3 separate regions of the Mus musculus genome follow, and regions 1 and 2 are each linked to region 3. A link is a contact called in public Hi-C and promoter capture Hi-C data. All regions are on one chromosome and are shown on one strand. The core of a region is the stretch at or near the end of the contact, and the rest is flanking DNA. Distances in the headings are between cores, read along the strand shown. Region 1 holds the start of Kcnk4 (potassium channel, subfamily K, member 4). Region 2 holds the start of Lgals12 (lectin, galactose binding, soluble 12). Region 3 holds the start of Naa40 (N(alpha)-acetyltransferase 40, NatD catalytic subunit).

The links. Hi-C and Micro-C count contacts between places; a contact is called where the count stands out from the background. Capture Hi-C pulls out chosen DNA fragments and counts their contacts.
Region 1: a contact with region 3 is called in a promoter capture Hi-C map of adipose tissue. A contact is called at or near these places in 1 of 39 promoter capture datasets (neural stem cells), 3 of 130 datasets of targeted methods (embryonic stem cells, memory CD8 T cells and pancreatic cancer cells) and 2 of 9 other capture datasets (adipose tissue and liver).
Region 2: a contact with region 3 is called in a Hi-C map of cerebellum, with 4 times the contacts expected there. A contact is called at or near these places in 3 of 39 promoter capture datasets (erythroid cells and liver), 8 of 484 Hi-C or Micro-C datasets (cardiomyocytes, cerebellum, cortical glia and 5 more), 1 of 130 datasets of targeted methods (embryonic stem cells) and 1 of 9 other capture datasets (pancreatic islet).

Annotation. Positions count from the first base shown.
Region 1 is chr19:6,931,742-6,936,025 of GRCm38.p6, reverse strand. It overlaps Kcnk4 (potassium channel, subfamily K, member 4), which reads left to right and starts at 1,511. Exons shown (of 7, transcript NM_008431.3): 1 at 1,511-1,678; 2 at 3,058-3,323. The coding sequence starts at 3,135.
Region 2 is chr19:7,604,322-7,608,632 of GRCm38.p6, reverse strand. It overlaps Lgals12 (lectin, galactose binding, soluble 12), which reads left to right and starts at 1,440. Exons shown (of 10, transcript NM_001356574.2): 1 at 1,440-1,506; 2 at 1,810-1,971; 3 at 4,241-4,311. The coding sequence starts at 1,903.
Region 3 is chr19:7,239,451-7,243,544 of GRCm38.p6, reverse strand. It overlaps Naa40 (N(alpha)-acetyltransferase 40, NatD catalytic subunit), which reads left to right and starts at 2,323. Exons shown (of 8, transcript NM_027643.1): 1 at 2,323-2,607. The coding sequence starts at 2,602.

The sequences.
Region 1 (4,284 bases), core at 262-2,761, 310 kb after region 3:
ACCCTGATCCCCTGGCTACTTGCATGCTGAGTCAGCTCTTGGTACACAAATCCTACTGCTCCCAAAGGTTTAGTCACTGCCCTGAGTTCCGGACATCCTTGCAGATCTGCCCTGTGGCTCAGGATTGATTATTAGAGCCTGTGACTCCTGTCTATAAACCTGGTGATTCTAGCTCCTTTGAGATCTCAGCCTAGCAGTAAGTCTGCCTTGAAATTCTTTCTTTGGGACTCTCCTGGAGCCAGGTCTACAAGGTCTCCAGAGAGAACAGCAGAGGCTCAGACTTCAGCAGTAAGCTGGACAATCACTTTCGGATGGAAGCAGAATTGCTAACATTTTTAGGGCACTTAATTCTGTGTGCTAGGCTTTAAGCATTTATAAACGCTGACCTCAGCTGGGCAGTGGTGGTTCATGCCCTTAATTCAGCATTTGAGGGGCAGAGAAAGGTGGGTCTCTGTGAATTTGAGGTCAGCCTGAACTAGAGAGCAAGTTTCAGGACAGCTAAGGCTCCAAAAACAAACAAATAACAACGAAAAAAAGAGAAAGAACCAAAGTAAAAACCACTGACTTTGTATGTGTGCACAGGCATTGGTGGTTTGCCTACATGTATGTCTGTGTGAGGGTGTCCCAGACAGTAGTGGGTGCTGGGAACTGAACTCTGGTCTTCTGGAAGAAGAGCCAGTGCTCTTAAAGACGGAGCCATCTCTCCAGCCCCCAAATACTGACTTCCTAAATACTCAAAATCAGCACCCAGAGTTAAGTAATCACCCTTTTACTGTAAGTGGGAACTAGGGAGTTTGGTAACTCACCCTGACCCCCTATCATCTGGGTGGTCACTTAAACATACTGACAATTACCACAAAACCCAGTAATGGTAGGGCACACCTTTAATCCCAGCACTCTGGAGGCAAAGCAGGTGGATCTCTGAATTTGAGACCATCCTAGTCTACAAGACAGCCAGGAGTACACAGAGAAACCCTGTCTCAAAACAAAGCAAAACATCCCAACAACAAAAGTACTGACCACAATAGCATGGGATCTCTGAACGCTACAGGAGAGATTTTGTGGAAATCAGTAAAGAAATGTCTCGAGAAACCAAAAAAAAAAAAAAAAAAAAAAGGATATAAAGAAGAAGAAAGAAGGATAAAGACAGAAGAGGACCCGGCTTTAGCTGTTCAGAAAATGCTAGCACTCTTTCTGCTGGAATTGTCAGGCAGCAGATGGTTGGGGGGGGGGGGTGACCCCAGGGCCTGGAGGATCAGAGATGGGAATGCAGCCTGAGCAAGAGGTGCTCTATCAGTGACTTCCTAGAACTAGGACCCAACCCATTCAGCTGGTTAAATCCAGGTGGCCTCAAAGAGAGCTCCCCGTCTTCCACCCCCACATACCCTCTTCTCCCTGGGGGCCTCTCCCTCACAAGTGCTGAGCCCAAGGCCCAGACTATCCTCATGGGCGGAGAAACGAAGGCTCTTCCCAGTCCAGTAATAGACCTAGAAGATTCCAGGAGATGAGTGTGGCGGCTGTCCTGAGCCCCGGGCCAGCTGATGTCCAGGTTAGGGCAGCGTTGGGGCCCCAATCCCAGCCTGGAAGGTTGGACTTCACGTCGACCCTTCTCTGAGTCTTCTGCCACTCACTGGCCTGGACAAGACAGCATTGGGGAGCCCAGAGGCTGCAGGTGCAGGTAAGGGCTGGGTTCAAGGCGGTTGGTGGCGAGAGCCGGTGGCGAGGGTGCGGCACGTAGGGAGACGCAGCTCTGGTAGGGTTAAGCTCCCAAGGAGGGGGCTTTTGAGGGCGGGAGGAGGGGGGTCCTAGTCAGACGGCCGCCGGCGGCTCGGTCTCTGGGCTGCCGCCGGCACCTCCTTGGCTCAGCCCGCACACCCTCGAGGCGGCGCGGGAGACCTGGCCGCAGCCAAAGCCGCAGCCACAGAGTGGGCAGACAGTAAGTGCGGAGCAGGCGCGGGAATGTGGGCTGGATCTCAGGCCCTGGGAGCTGGGAGAAACCGGCAGGGCGGGACACTTCCCGCGCGTGGATGCCTTCCTCGAGTGGTGTGACCGTGCGTCCCGTCGCCGGTCACGCTCGGAGGCGTCGGCGTAAGGACGCGGGGGAGGTGGTGGGAGCAAGCGGCTGGCGTGCGGTGTCACACGGGTTCCGTGTGTGTATCTGTGTGTGTGTGTACGCGAGCGCGCGCATTCGTGCGCGTGGACCTCTAGGGTAGCTCGGCCCTGCGGGCACGCCCATGGTGGTTAGTTGTGCCAGGGTCTGCCGGAGCGTGGTGCAGTGCTATGCCTGCAGCCTGGGCAGCGCGCGGCTAGAGCTGCAGAATGGAATGTGGCTCAAAGATCTTTGTGGCACATGTAGCAGACTGTGTATATGTATGTGTGTGTGTGCCTGCCATCTCCCGCTGCCCCCTAAGTGACAGCTGTCCCGTGGGCTGCTGTATCCGTGCTGCCCTTCCCACCCTGTGCCTTGCTTCTTCTGGGAACTTTGTGCCCACTTTTCCTTTCCCTGGCTCTGGGCCTTGCCTATACCCTGCAGCCAGATCCGCCTTGGGGTTCCTCGAAAGCCCAGCGGGCGGGTGGGGACCCTGGAAGATCCCCGCCCGGTTGATCCCTGCTAGGCTGGAAGGCAGGAGGGGACAGATGCATCTGAGGAGGCTGCCACAGCCGCACTGAGAGAGCCAAGTATGGACCTGCTATTCCTGTCTCCAGTTCTGCAGGCTCCAGCCTCTTCCTATTTCCCCTGGAACTCCCTAGTCTTCCTTTGGTCTTCTCCAAGGCAGGCACCCTAATGCCTCACAAGTCCCCCATTTTCTCACTCACCCTGCCTGGCTTAGTGTTTTCTTCTTTATCCCACTCTCCTGATGGCTAGGCTCCGGAGGTAAGAGGGAGGCTGGAGGTGGGGGCCTAGGTGTTAGTACCTGGAACCAGAGGCTGTGTGGGGGTTACATCTATGGATAATAAAGCTAGGGGCTCAAAAACTTTGGGGAGTCTAATCTAGAGAAGGAGGGTGTGGATGTATGGATCTCTTCGTGACCCCATAATCCTTGGTTTGGCCTGCAGTGACCACTGCTCCCCAGGAGCTCCCTGCTCCTTCTTCCCAGGCAGGAAGTGGAGCTGGACCTGCCTCTGGAAGGACCATGCGCAGCACCACACTCCTGGCTCTGCTGGCACTGGTGCTGCTTTACTTGGTATCTGGGGCTCTAGTGTTCCAGGCTCTGGAGCAGCCTCACGAGCAGCAGGCTCAGAAGAAAATGGATCATGGCCGAGACCAGTTTCTGAGGGACCATCCCTGTGTGAGCCAGAAGAGCCTGGAGGATTTCATCAAGGTGGGTTGGCAGAGTTGGTTAGAGTGGAGTCCTGCTCGGGGTGCTGCTTCCAGACATGTATCTCTGAGGACAGGGTAGGTCCTGCTACATCTCTGGGAGTGCAGGGCAGGAGCTAGGACCCAAGTGTTTGTTTTTAATATGCCGGCCGGCTGTGCTGTTGTCACTTGTCTTTGCTAGCACCAGGCTGTGCCCCTGGGATGTCCCCTTCCCTGGGTGATGGTGGAAGGGAGGAAGGAAGAATGAACAGTTACTGAATGGAGTTAGCGAGTGAATGGGTGGAGCACATGGGATGCGGTATTTGCACAGCTCCAACATCATTAGCTCACCAGGCCAAATCTTGGATGCTTAGTCACAGGTGATTCTCAGCTAAACAGCTGAATTTAAATATAACCCTAGTAATGATTTTTGGTTTTTTGAGATAGGAGGTTGTTATGTAGTCCTGACTGGCCTGGCACTCACTTTTTGTGTTGCACAAACTGACCTTGAACTCTGGGTCTTGTCTTGCCTCAGCCTCCAGAGCTCTGGGATTATAGGCTTGAGCAACCACACCTGGTTCCCTGCAGAGTTTTTACTTGCTAAAGTTGGCTGCTCCTCCCACATAGTTCTATGCATTTTTTGAGTTCAGATGTTTTAGAGGAACCCAAGAATACAGCTCACCTCCCCCTGTGTTCCCAAGTTTGCACATAAACAAGTACAGATGATTTTAGAGGGTTTCCGTTCATACCATTGTGAATGTCAGTTCAGGGTCCCTCCTCCCCAGGACTCATGCTCACCAGTCAAGCGAGTGGGAAGGGGTGGGGGCGGCTGGCTTTCCCAGGCTACTTTTGATCTGTCTGCATCCAGTCACTAAGGGAAGCTCTGAGCTTCTGCCTTCATGGGTCCAGTTAGCGAGCATCTCTCAGTCACTGCTTTGGATTGCTCAGGCTTAACCTTAATAAATTAGTATTTCTCACTTGACAGA
Region 2 (4,311 bases), core at 191-2,690, 370 kb before region 3:
GAAATTACTATTCATACTGAGAAAAATGAAACTGGACTACCTAATACCCACATACATAAAAATAATTCCAGCTAAGCTGAATGGTGGTGGGCCAGCTGCCAACTTTGTCCATTCGTCCTGACTAGTTTTTCTCCTAATGTTCACACCCTCTAATTATTCCATCAAGTGTCCAGATGTTGTCAACTGACTCCCAGGTGAAGAAGGTCCCTTTCTTGGTCTGCGGAATGGATTCTTAAGGTATTCTGCAATCGTCCAAGACCCTCCCAGCAGAGACAACTGTATGAGAACAAGGCTGGCTGCCAACCCACAACAGAGGTCCCAGACAACACTTTGATCTTGAACTTCTAGAACAGAGACAAAATAGAGTTCTGTTGTTTACACCCCACCCAATCTGTTGTATTTTGTTATGACAACCCAAGTAAATGAGTGCACCCTCCTCCCTCATTTCCCAGCAGGGCTGATGTGGGGTGGGGGAAGGGCACCACTAGCCTTGGGGACCCAGATCTGACTACAGTGCAGGGCACTATAGCCTGGCTCAACTGGTCTCTCCACCTGCCGTTTCTCCTCCCCACTGTGGCGAACATATCTCTTTCTGAACACACCCAGGATTGGATTTCCCACAGAAACACCTTCAGCTCTCCTGCCACACCTACCCAGCCACAGCTGAACAAACTCCTTGCTTGGCACCCAAAGTGCTTTCAGTTAGAACCCAAGTCAGGGTTTCTCATTAATGCTCAGTAGAATTGCCTGCAAGGCCATTTCCTGGACTTCACTCCCAAAGAGCTTTCTCCAGTAGGTCCCGGGGTGGAGACGCCACAGTTCACCTTTCTGGCAAACTTCTAGGTGGGGAGATCAGGTGAGGTAGACCTGCCCAATCCCTCCGCCAGGCCCCTCACATGGCGCTCTTATCCCTGGAACGACTGTACCAACACCCTGTGTAGCTGACATACCAGGAATTCCCTGCTGCCAAGTCTGACCCCATAGTTAGATCAGGAAACCTCCCAACGTAGGCTAAAGTTGAGGAGTTATGCTATTTTGAAAGAGGAACTTTAACTGGAATCTGAGCCAGGCCTAGAGGCCTCTCCTAAAACAGCAATATGGGTCCAGGCTCAAACACAAAGCCCAGCCATGGTCACCCTTGTGACACCGGGATGAACAAAGGGAGGCTCAAGGAGAAGTGACTTGTGGAAGGACACAGCATGTAAGAGCAGAGGCTGTGTTCCCTCTAGCCAGTGCTGCTTTGTCTGAGACCAAGGGAGCCCTCCTCTGCCTGGCCTTTGTCACTCCACTTTCTTGTGACCCTAGCTGGTCCCTGGCATTTGCAGCTAATGCTGAAATGGCCTCAAGGGACTGAACAACTTGGGGGAAAGGGGAAGAGAGGGGAAAGCAACCAGGGAATGAATGCGGGAGGAGCCAGGAACCTGGGGGCGGGGCCTCTTAAGGAACCTGCACACGTGTACCACCAGCAGCAGCAGCTTCCCTTCCTACTATCCGCTGAAGGCCCAGGTGAGCCCCAGGAAACAAAAGCCCTCGCTGAAATGAGCCGGCCCTAGGCTTCCCTTTGAAGTGGCCAAGTGCTTCAGACACAGACACAGATGGGCTAGTTAGCAAGTCCATGAGTGAGTGCCAGCTACCCGCCCCTGGACGCGCGGGAGTTTCTGCTAGCAGGTCCAGTCCAGCAAAGCTGCTGCTGTACCATCATAGCGGGGGTTGATGTGGTTCCTAGAGGTGGGCCAGTGCCCCTCCCAGGTCGGCTCCAAGAAGCATTAGAACTCCATAGCGAACAAGTAAGACTAACAGCTTGGATAGCTGTTGCAGAGGCTGGGAAAAGTGAGTCCATTCCGTGGGGAATCGCGTTGCTGGAATCAGGATCAGAGGCTGAGTTGAAGTTGCCCCTCCCCCATGTCAACTGACGAACACCTGGACCCGATTCCTGACAGCTTCATCCTGCAGCCGCCAGTCTTCCACCCGGTGAGTAAGCGTAATAAAACGACCAATCAGCTAAATTCCAGCCTGCAAGTGATTGGTCGGGCTTCCAGGATCCTTGCCTATTCAATACGCCTCTTCTGGGATAGATGGCTAGAAGAATGGAGGTGGATTGCTATGAGGGACACTAATGACTAAGGGCAGCCCCTTCTCCAAGCCTGAGGGAAACCCTCCTAGTCAGGGAGAATGTGGATTCCTCTCTCCCTCCCCCTGTTCAGTGCCCAGGAGACTTTCTGAAGCCCAGCCACGTTTTCAGAAGGCCAAACTCCCAGCAGGCACTACCACTAATGAGCACTAATTATTACTTTCCCCTGCTTGGTTCTCTCCTCCTTAGAGACCTCCATCAGAGCAGTTAATTAACACATTCTGCCAAGAGCCTGGGAACTGGAAGCCACTGGGCTGCCTGCCAAGCTGCCATGCCATGTAGAGATCCTGGCCTCTGGCTCCTCCCCCACCCCCACCCCCGCCCCCCAGGTGCCTGAGCAACAGGGCTGAAGCACCTGAAACCTCCTAGGTCCCCACAGCCTGTTGCTTCGCAAGCTAAGACCGCCACCTGGAGGGCTCCTCGGAGTGGTCTGGGCTCTCTGATTGCCACTGGGAGTTGACAAGCCACCTATAAGGGCTGACCCTGTGACACTGCCCCAGGTTCCCCTTCCAGCTTGTCTGCACACCCTCTGTGGAGCACCCACTGTGCTGAGCCTGCTGAAGAGAAAGACAGGGCTCCAATTATCTTATTCAGTGATCCTAATGGAAAAACAGCCAGCCAGCTCCTGTACATGAGGGACCAAGGGCCAAGCTAGCATTGTGAGTGAAGACTCTGAGAACTCAGAAGAGGGAAAGCAAAACGGTGTCAGGATGGAGGAACAGGAAAAAGTGGAAGGGAGCAGACCCAGCAAAAGTAGAGTAGAAAGTGTGTCCATACTTCAGGAAGGCCAGACAGCCTCTGTATGAGGAAAGATGGGCCCCAAGAGATGGGCCTGGTCCCTAGTCACCGTTAGGTATCTCCAAAGAGAGTCCACATCAGGGCCAACTTGCTCCCAACTTCTTCATTCTTTTTTCCTCTTAGCTCCTAAACTCTGGGCATTCACCAGCCCTCAGCAGCTTCCTTCCCAGATGGCACCCAGTGAAGTGACAAACCACAGTAGCACAGCAACCTGGTGTGCCTCAGCTGGGTGGTGCTCTGACAGGGCTGTGGAGCTGATTAGGGTTCCCTGTGTCATATAGCTTTGGCATGTCTGCCCAAGAAAGAAGAGCTTTGGAAAGAACTGGGCTGGGTCACTAGAGTAACAAATTGATGGGATGTAGGGTTGCCATGGAAACAAGTCTCTGGGCAAGTCTGTGAGGTATTATCTCAATCCCATTAATCAAGGTAATGAGAGTCACCCTAAGTGTAGGGTGGCACCACCCCATGAGCTGACCCCTGGTCTGAATAAAAGGCAGGCATGAGGCTAAGTAAGCAACAGCTGCCACTGCACCCTGCTTCCTGCCTGGATGTGATGTGACCAGCTGCCTCAAGCTCCTGCTGGCATGCCCTCCTGCCATGATGGACAGGACTCTTCCTTCCTTTCTTCAGTTGCTTTTGTGGAGTATCTTGTTACAGCAATAAGAAAAGTAACCCAGGAATATTGGAGAGAAAAATGCTCCTTCCCTACTAGGACATTTTCTCTTGAGGGTGAAAAAACTATTACTTTGCAAAAACAACTTATGGCAAGAAATATTTATTTTGGCTCACAACCATAGGAAATCCATCCACCGTGGCAGGGAAGATGGTAGGAGGTGACCACTCTCCCAACTCCACAGTCAAGAGTCAAAGGCCTGACAGGGGTGATGGCACATGCTTTTAATCGCAGCCCAGAAGCAGACAGAGACAGACAGAGGCAGGCAGGTCTCTGAGCTCGAGGCCAGCCTGGTCTACAGAGTGAGTTACAAGACAGCCTTGGCTACAAAGACACCCTGTCTCTTTGGTGGGGTGAGGAGGGGACACGAATGCTTGCACTTCGTCGTGTTGTTCGGTCTGTGATCCAGCCTTTAGAAAGGTACTGCCTGCCCACATTTAGGATGGGCATTCTGCTTCCCTCTAGAAATCCTTCACAGATGTACCCCAAAGTGTGTTCCCTCATCAATCTAACAGTCAAGATCAACTCATGGCGATGCTGTTTTCCTGGTCTTTCCTCTCTACCCACGTCCGCCCCTGTCCATAGACATCCCTGGCCCCACGTCCAGTTGGCATACCCGATCTCTCTTCCTTGTTCAGGTGATTCCTTATGGCACAACAATTTTTGGTGGCCTGTATGCAGGCAAGATGGTCACGCTGCAGGGTGTGGT
Region 3 (4,094 bases), core at 1,074-3,573:
AGGATATGGAGATTGGATCAGTAAAGAAAGAGCTGACCACGACAGTGACTTCAGGAGAGGCCAGAGGAAAAGCCAGACGGCAGGGAGGATTTTCTGTTGGACTCCTGCCTCATTCTCCAAAAGTTCACTCAGATGTCTTCTCACCCACCCGCCTCAGCTCCCTCTCCCAGCGGCCTGGTCTCCAGAGTGTTAGGAAGTGACCTTCAGCAATACATTTTCTGACTTCCAGATAAGGAGCCAACTGCAGATTCATCAATTTTCTTACATTCTGGCTGGTGGATTTATACAACATTAAAAGGAAGACTTCCTAGCCAGGTGATGGTGGCACACGCCTTTGATTCCAGCTCAGGAGGCAAGTGCCAGGGCTACACAGAAAAACCGTGTTGAAAAACAAACAAGCGGCCGGAGAGATGGCTCAGCAGTTAAGAGTGCTGGCTGCTCTTCCAAAGGTCATGAGTTCAATTCCCAGCAACCACCTGCCTGTGGCATCTCACTCTTTGCCTGACTCCTCTTCCTGTAACCTTACCTCTACTATATATCTCCTTGTCGAATCAGCAGCCCAGTGGGCCTCAGAACACCTAAACCAGCTGGTGGCCCCTCCACTCAGTTTCCAGCAGTGGTCTAAATCCCCAAGTCTCTGCAAGTCTATGAGCTGCAAAAGAAACGCTTCTTACCTGCCTGAGTCCACTTCATATCCTGCTCCTGCAGGTCCCATTTGCCCTGGCCACACTGTACTTAATGCTAGGAGTGCCAACTAACAGCATTCCCACCTGCAGGGAAAGTCAGGGACTGTTTGACACCACCCCCCCTCCTGGAATGCCCTGCCCTGCTCCCAGGTAGCTTCATGACTTGCTCTCTGACTCCCTAAAGATCTTGGCTCAACTACCACCACCTCGTGTTATCTTCCCCAAGCATCCTAGATACAATTATAAATCCTTTCCTGACAGGCTTTCTTTTCCTTCATGGTACCCAGGGCACATACTATTCTTTTATTATTTATTTAACTGGCTTATTATCTCCTTTCTAGAAAATACCAGCAGATCTTTTTCCTGTTTGATACTATTTCTTTCCTTCTCTCTCTCTCTCTTTTCTTTTTTAAATTTTTTGAGATTTTATTTATTTAGGTCTTTCAAGCTAGGATTTCTCTGCGTAGCCCTGGCTGTCCTGGAACTTGGTCTATAGACCAAGCTGGCCTCAAACTAATGAGATCCACTTGCCTCTGCCTCCCAAATGCTGGGATCGCCTGACTGTGTCTGTGTGACTGTGTTAGATCCCTTGTACCTGGAGTTATATATAGTTCTAAGCTGCCATGAGTCCTAGGAACCTGGTTCTTTTAGATGGGTAGCCATTGCTCTTAACCTCTGAGCTGTCTCTCAAGCCCCATGGTCCTCCAACCTCTGCTTCCATAGTACTTGGATCACAGGTAGGAGCCACCACACTCAGCTTGGTATTGTTTTCTTTGCTGCCTGAAACAGTGCCTACCACTGCAGTAGGCACTCGCTGCACGTTGCCAGGGCTACAACTTCTCTGAGCAATAAACGTAGGATAATGATTAAAATCTGAAAATTTTAAATTTAAGACTGGAGCCAGGGCGTTCTAATTTTGTGTGTGTGTGTGCCCGCGCTAATAGAGACTCTGGAGTAGGGGTTGTAGCTCAATGACAGAACTCTATCATGTGTGAAACCATGAATTTGACCCTCAGTACAGGGCTGGCAGGGTCAAGGAGGCCAACCTAAGCCAAACCAAGCAAAACAAAAACAACAACAACAACAAAAACCAACCAACCAAACAAAAAAAAACCAAGAAAGCTAAGATTTTGATTCCCGCCTCCACCCCAGATTTCAGGGTTAGTCCCAAGGGTTTGCAAACTGCTCTATCTCCCTAGGTGATTCCCATGCAGGTCATGTGGAGGTCACACTACCCAGATGTCTGCTCAAACTGAAAAAAATAGGACCCAGAACACCTGAGGTCTTTAGTTACACAGGAGTTACAAGCTCCTTTAGGACACAAACTTCTGTATCCTCTGGGTTCAGCACAATGTATGTGCATGTTAATGCCGTGTGAACGAATGTTGAGAAGGATGAATGGGTATAACAGGACTTGTTAGAAAAGGCATGCCAAGGGTCAGCTTCTAGAAGTCAGAATGCTTCCAGACTTTTGGCTGTGCCTGCGCGCCTCAGCGAAGGCAGCCCGCACCACCGCCCACCAAGTGGCTCCGAGGCTAGCTTGCTCCAGGCCGGCGCGCGCCCTTCCGCTCCGCGTGGTCGTTGCCATAGTTACAGACGCGGACCGTCGAGGGGGCGGGGCCGGCGCGTGCGCGTCATTCCTAGCGCGACGCTCTGCCGCGCCTCCCGCCTTTCTGTTCTCAGGCCTTCCGCGCGCACGGCAACCGTTCCACCTGCGCGCCTTCGCGCTCGCCGCCCACTCTGGTCCGGTTCTGCGCCGGCGCGGGGCCCTCTAGGACGCGCGGGGGATTTGTGAGACGCATGCGTAGTGCGCGGCCGGCCGCTTCGCTGTCGCTCGGGTTCCGCCGTTGCCACCTCCCTACGGGCAAGTGCGAGAGGGGAGCCGAGGGCCGCCGCCGTCGCCGCCGCCGCCACCATGGGGGTAAGTGAGGCTGGAGAAGTAATGGGAAGTCCACAGCTGCCGTTCACCCTCTGCGTCCTCATTGTTTCGTGAACCCCCTCACGTGACCCTGACCCCTTACAGTCTCACGTGACCCCCGGCCCCCACTTGACAAGAGTTCCCCACGCCTCGTTGTAAAGGTCCCGGCGTTGAGCCTAGCCCAGAAATTCTCTGGGAGCCCTCTTCTCCCCCCCGCCCCCCACTCCGTTCTCTTCGTGCCCCTTCCTGCCTCTCTGACCCCCTAGAAGGCCTCCCCACTCCCGAGCCCCTGCTGCGTCCCTGATATTAGCCCCTTGCTCCTTGAAGACACCCATCATCTGGCTGTCACGGTCCTAGCGGTTTCCTGCTACCCGAACTTGTAGGGAACTGAGGCAGGGAGGCAAGAAGGCGTATGGCCAAGGTCACATTGATATGGCTTGGGCGCTGGACCCCATCCGGTGACTCCGGAGTCTCGATGGAATCTGCTTCCCACTGCTCAAGTCTCTGCCCAGCCAGTTCCCCTACACTTTTGAACCGTCTGCTACCAGCTTCTTCCTGCTTCAGATGAAACGTAGTCTTCCTTACCACACAGGCATGCCCGTTCAGCTTCTGGCTGCAGTAAAATGGATCTTAGAAGTTGGATTGTTCTTAGTCTTGTTACTGCAGGTGGCTTGCAATGGAAGAGGGGGTGGAGGTGTACAGATGAGTAGGGGGGATGGGCTGGTTATAGTCCCAGCCTGGATGTATAGTAACCACCTGTTATGGTCTGACAGCAAGAAGATGCATTTCCATGGCCTTTCCTGGGATATGCAGATCTAGGGTTGGGCAAAAGCACCCTCCTAAAAATGTAACTCTCTGATCATAGGGTTCGTGTGGAATTTGCAACACTTTTAGCGAGTCCTGACTTTGAAACTAGATGTGCCTCAGTGGCAGCCCCATCTTTAACGGCTAGTGGCATGACCCTGCAGGTGATGAGGCCTGGCTTGGTTTTATTCCTATTTGTGCGATGCACGTGACCTCCTCTTAGGATAGTGATGAAGATTAAATGAGAAAATGGATGTAAATAGCCCACTAGGTGCCTTTAAGCAGTAGCTGCTATTTTGCTTATATTCTCAGCCTCACTTCAGTGATCTAAAATAGATTGGTGCTATTTTTATTCCTTTGGGTTTGTCCCTACTGTCACTAACCTAGATTTTTTTTTTTCCCTCTCTCACAAACAAATCAGCTTATTAGACAAAAGTAGTCTAGCTTGTGACAAAACACTTATTTTGGGATCAATGTCAAAACAAAACTTGAGGGGCCTGGGGTTACATAGCTCCGTAGTAGAGTGTATGCTTAACATATGTGAGGCCCTGAGTTCAGTCTTCACAAAAACCTCAAAACCTTCCAAAGCATTTGTCATAGTTCAGACAGTAATTTTTATTCAATATGAAGAAAATCAAGGCTGAGAGACTTTGGCATATTTAACTTCAATTTTAGTGAGCAGTTGC